2 separate regions of the Mus musculus genome follow, and region 1 is linked to region 2. Evidence: chromatin contacts called from public HiCAR-type data. All regions are on one chromosome and are shown on one strand. Each heading gives the region's core, a stretch centred on a gene start, on an enhancer-like site or on the middle of the called end of the contact. The rest is flanking DNA. Distances are from core to core; before and after follow the strand shown.

Region 1 (2,700 bases), core at 81-2,580, 630 kb after region 2:
AGCAAGTCAGTGGTGATAGGTGCACGAAGACTCTGGACAACGTCAGCCCTCTATACCTATTGCAGTTTCTCCTTTATCCTAGGCTGTAGCCTCCCCCAGCCTGAAGCGGGCTGGCACAGACCTTGTCGCCAATGAGGTGGAGCCACCTGCGGTGCAGCTTTCCAACTTGGCTGGCTCCTTTTGAAGTGACAACTGCCCTGCTCTTCTGCTACCTGCAGAAGGAACAGAGGTTGAACCTGTCTTCCTGAGGCATTCCTGAATAAGCAACCAGCCTGGCGACCAAGTGCTGGCAGAATGGCTCCAGGCACCAAGAATGGACTGGCGGGGGTTAGGGGGGCTTCCCCCTTATAAGCAAGGTCTCTTAGTAAACTCTCGGGCCTTGATCAGAACCTTTGTCTTGGCTTCATTATCTTTTCTCGAAGTCTAAGTGTCTTTCAGCCCAGCCTGCCTCCCGGGTGTACCCGGTTCATGTAGGCCGAGGGACAGCATACAACACTATGCCAATCAATGGGATGGGTGGCACCACTGTAAAGAAGAGAAGACAGAAGGGAATGGAAAGTATTTGTTTAAATTCCCACATAGAAAGGGACACAGCAGGGCCTTGAGCCTGTCTGGGCTGGCTTCTAAGAGTGAACTAGTGTCAAAGCCAATTATCTGACTATAATAGGGAAAGGCCAGAGCTATGGGGTCTGAGGAGCCCTGCACTTTCTTGCCAGGCATGTGACACCGTGGCTGCTCTTTCCCCAGGCCACTTCTTAGGGCTGTCTTTGCAGCCCACCACATTGATGGATAACTGTCCCTCTTGGACAAAGTATGGGTTTGCCTCCCTTCCCTTCCACACACTATAAAACAGCACATCACTAAACTCAGTGTTCTGCAGCTAGGAGCCAGCTACCCATGTGCGCAGCATCTATCACTACCCTGTGGGGCTTGGCGAGTGTTGTCCCCACGCTGCTTGCTCCGCTGTAACAAAGTCCTTTGTCTTTGACCCAGAAGTCTCAAGTTTTCTGCCAATATCCATGAAACAGTAACAGACCCAGATTATTAACTGACAAACAGAGCCTGGCACTGTTTGTTTTAGAAGAAGTGACCCAGGTTACAAAATAGAACAAAACACAAATGCTGTCAAAAATCACGGTGACTGTCAATTCACTAAGTGTTCATGGAACGCAAGTGACACAGATGACGATCAATTAGTTGGAAGCCTGTTTACTGTCAAATAAAACTTTACGTGACTCAGCATTTTGGATGAAGAAAGAAGCCCTATCCTGGTGATGTGTGTACTATGCGCTTGATTTACCATGAGGCTTGCATAGCCTTGGTCCCTCTACCAATGGCGCTCACTGAAATAAAGCAAACAGTGAAAACCCTTGAGATTAACTACAGGAAGTCAGAGGAATGGCATGTGCGGATCAAACCAAGGATGCCAGTACTCAGAGTCAGTTCAAGAACGATGGAGGAAGCTGGCAGAGTACCTCCCTGGCTTGTGGGGTCCCAGATTCAACTGCCAGCCTTAAACGGGGTGGGGCTAAGAAATAAGAAATCCACCAAAGAGGAAAAGTAGAAATGACGCCAACTAACCTGGGCTACTCAGTCAATTAACCCGTTCTTGAGTGTATTTTCCTGACGAGTTTAATGCAGCCAGGTACTGAAGAGCTATTGAGCGTGTATTGTGTCCCACACACTAAGCTGCACCTCTGATTTCAGGTAGTTCATGTCTAGATAAACAAACAAGTCGGTTATGAAGCACATTAAAGAGAGGCAAGTGCTATAGAAACAGGGGAGACTTGATTTTTCAATGGGAGATAAAGGAAGACCTCATTGTAAAACGTGTATTTGGAAGAGGAAAGGGCGTGAGCCACTCAGGTAGCGTGAGAGTGAGGCCCCTAGCCTGGCTATGAATGTCACGACCAGAGGTGAGCAGTCGAATGAAGCCAACCAGCAGACTAGGAGGTGAGGTCAGTAGTTACGGGGGCAGAGGGACTCTTAAGAAGGGACATATAGGCTCCCTGTGGGACCATGGCAAGGACTTGGGCTTGTGTCCTGTGAATTTTATCTGAACGATTTTAACCAAAAGTACACAGTCATAACCAGTCAAATGAAATACCATTGGCAAGTGGGGCTCAAAGGCTGGGAATTAAGTGATCCTGTTCAGTATCTAAGAGTTGGGGTTACATTTCTCCTGTCCTGAAATCATCTTGCCTAATAGGTCTTCCGGTTACCTGCCCTGCCGGGGTAGGAACCTTGGCTTGAGAGATTTTTTTTTTCTTACACTCCAAGAAGATTCATCCAATCTATGCCCTAGCCACCTGTGGACCATCTGCCGTAAACACATCTGCTGGGTTGACACCCAAGCCACCTGGATTGGAGCTGGGTGTTCGAAAACATCTCCTGAGAGTGTTGAGTTATCATCTAAAGTGGCTTATCACAACTGCTGGGCTCTCATTAGTTAATAAAAGGTTCTCGTCTTTAAGTTCACTGTAACTTCATGGCTGAAGACATGAGCCACCTTCATGAACATAATGTTTTATTTGTGCCTCAGTTCTTTAAAATCAATATGGATGCTACATCATGCCAAAGAAGCCAAGTGTGCAAATGCACAATTTAGGTAGAGTCAAATAAGCTTGCTTGCAAAAGAAAACTGTATGAAAACATTTTTCCAAATCTCAGTGAACTAAAATGCCATGTTAACTATAAGTT
Region 2 (2,802 bases), core at 132-2,631:
GAACCACTGTATTCCTTGTCATAATAATATGGAAGATTCCTGCTCCTCAGAGCTGAGTAAAAGTTATACTTTCTGTTTATTTATAATTACTAAATAAGGTAGGAGAAACTATCTGGGGGCATGCAATACATGTTCTATAGCCAACACAACGATAACTTATAATCAGGTGTAAAGGAGACAAATATCCACTTCCATAATTCAGAGTCTATACACTACTAAGTTAACAATTTACTCCCCCAATAGGTTATTTACCTAATTACAATTCACCTGAGACAACTGACTAAATAAAAACAAATCTTGGAAGTCTTTCACTACCTTAACAATAAAATGTGAAAAGCCCCACACATTCAAATACATAACTCACTCACGTCCTGCCACTACAGTTTTCAGAAGGAACAATGAGGACAACAAGTCAAATCTATGTAAATACCTGTCCTCTGCTTACCTGCCGACTTGGCTCTTTCCTGCCACATTTCCCGTACAATACTGGGAAATACCACGCCTCTGTAGGACCACTCAACCAGTCCAACAAGCCCGGGCAACTGTGCCCGTGACAGCTCAAAGACGACTTTACAGTCCATGAAAGAAAAGCAGGGGAGGAAGTGGACCACTGTCTGACCAGCAGGGGTTGGGGCAGGAGTGGGAGGCTCCTTTCCATTTCTTATTCAGCATCACAGTCTAAGACCCAAGCAGACACTATCAGCCCTTAACCCTCAGGCACATAGAGCTCTGGGAGTTCGCGGCCAGCCTGGTCCACACAGTGGAGTTCCCAGCCGGTCAGGTCTGCACAGAGAAGCTCTCGTCTCAGAAAGGGAAGAAGAATTTTGCTTAAGCACATAGCAAGAGTACACACATGCATTAGAAACCGGATTCTAAGCTTTGACTCTCCTCTCCTGAGCTGGTGACAAACCTCCCCACTCTGCACTCTTGACAGCAGGCAGGAAGCCCTGAGCTAAGGGTCGCCTGTGGAGCTTGAATGCCTCTGGATAAGATGGTCAGCAAATTAGACTGCAAAGCTGGGACTAGTAATACAGCTCAGATTGTTAAGGCACTTGCTACCAAGCCTTGTGATCTGAGGTTGATCCCTGGGACCCATGTGATAAGAGAGAACTGATGTCCCAAAGATGTCAACTGACCTCCATACCTGCCCCCCAACACACGCATGCGTACATGTAAGGCTACATGGCAGAGGAGAATTAAGACTATAGATGGCATTAAGGTATTAATCTGAAGACATCTATTAAAATAGTTCTATTATCCTTAACTATGGAGAGAATTAGAGGCCTGACTATGAAAATCTTTAGGGAATTACTCTATGGTTGGTTCTAAATACAGAGCAAATGGGCCATGAGCCAAGGAATGTGGGCAGCCTCTAAGCTGGAAAAGGCAAAGAAACGCTCTAGAGCCATGGAACAAAAGTATCCTGCAGGGACATCTGAGTTTAGCCCAACTAGACTTCTCACCTACAAATAATAAATTCAGACTGTTTCAAGCAGTCAATTTGTGGCAATTTGTTATAAAAATAGAGTCAAAGGCCCTCCCTGACCTGACTCCTGGGTCACAGTTTGCCTTGCTGTCACGTTGACTGTCAACTGTTGGGTCTAAGCACACCAAGTCCTTTGCATCCAAGCTCAAGAAACCAAAGCTGAGTGTGCCACACTGAGAACACTTGCTGATGAGAAGTCAAACCAAGTGCTGGCCTGGGGAAAGATGTGCAACGTGCATGCCTTGCACACCACACACAACAAGCCACAGCATACTGAGCCTGACCCCTGGGGCCCAGAGGCTAACAAGGACAGAGGTCTGACTTGGCAAAGGCGTCTGAAGCAGGCCAGTGTGACAGTGTCTATAGACACGTGATCAAAGCTTTCAAGAATGGTGATAAAACCAGATGCAAACAATCCCAAACATTGACAAGCCATCCGCTGTTCTGCAAGCCATGCTTCCACACCTCCAAGTCTTTACAAAGCTCATCTCTACCAGGATCCAAACCCTCCCTTCACCTGACCTTTCCTTAACCACTCTTCAGATCTCAGCACAGCTCTGCCTGAAGAAAAGCATTCCCTGACACTGGGCGGATGCAGCTTAATGTTGCTTACATAGTAACCGATCCTCAAGAGAGAGAGCTCTTTTGCCCTTTGTAGCTTCTAGAAGCTGCCCACATTCCTTTTCCCATGGACAGGTCTAATTTCAAACTCTCACATGCAAAGGCTGGGTTGCCTCTTTTCAAGGTCTGCTGCCTGACTCGTAGAAATCGTGATTTCGAAAATCTTAGACTCTAAGTCATCGCCAAGAATTCCTGTACCTGGCACTTATTAGATCACACAACACACTTCAAGAGGAAAACAGGAAACCTCAGGAGTGTCTCCTGCACTTCTGGAGGAACAGACTAAGATGGGTTTTACTAGGCTGTAAAACCTAGAAAAGAATTCAGGACTGACTTTTACTAGAGCAAAGGCTAGACTCCACACTGGCCCCTTCCCTTCTGGAGGCTCCTCGTGGTATCTTCATCTAGACAGCATACAACCATGTTTCTGTTACTGACTTTCTCTGCCACTTCAAACCCCTCATCTCTCTCCAGAAAGAATGGCTACAGTTCTAGCATGCCAGATAGAGCTCTATCTATCTTTGTAGGTACCATACTCTGTGTCTAAGTATGGCTTTCTTGGAATTTGTTATGCAGACCAGGCTGGCCTTGAACTCATAGAGATCCAGGCGCCTCTGCCTTCCGAGTGCTGGGATTAAAGGTGTACACCAGCACCCCAGGCTCAGATCACAATCTTAACTGAACATTCAAAAGTC

What was found. HiCAR-type assays count read pairs that join an accessible place to other places.
Region 1: a contact with region 2 is called in a HiCAR-type map of kidney, with 5 times the contacts expected there. The contact joins two enhancer-like sites. A contact is called at or near these places in 25 of 39 promoter capture datasets (the 3T3-L1 cell line, 3T3-L1-derived adipocytes, the C10 cell line and 15 more), 1 of 15 datasets of contacts at CTCF or cohesin (stem cell-derived epiblast-like cells), 3 of 484 Hi-C or Micro-C datasets (the G1E-ER4 cell line and embryonic stem cells), 22 of 115 datasets of contacts at active chromatin or transcription factors (astrocytes, craniofacial prominence, embryonic basal ganglia and 15 more) and 3 of 9 other capture datasets (adipose tissue, embryonic stem cells and liver).

What each region holds. Positions count from the first base shown.
Region 1 is chr3:130,683,896-130,686,595 of GRCm38.p6, forward strand. All of the region lies in intron 1 of Gm36373 (a long non-coding RNA gene), which reads right to left. Among named protein-coding and RNA genes, the nearest start is that of Gm36373, 7.4 kb to the right of the region's middle. Within about 2 kb of position 1,331, at least 11 of the 459 cell types and tissues checked have an H3K27ac peak or open chromatin away from gene starts, as enhancers often do. A contact at or near this core is called in kidney, where this site is marked.
Region 2 is chr3:130,051,745-130,054,546 of GRCm38.p6, forward strand. All of the region lies in intron 1 of Sec24b (Sec24 related gene family, member B (S. cerevisiae)), which reads right to left. Among named protein-coding and RNA genes, the nearest start is that of Sec24b, 7.8 kb to the right of the region's middle. Within about 2 kb of position 1,382, at least 56 of the 459 cell types and tissues checked have an H3K27ac peak or open chromatin away from gene starts, as enhancers often do. A contact at or near this core is called in kidney, where this site is marked.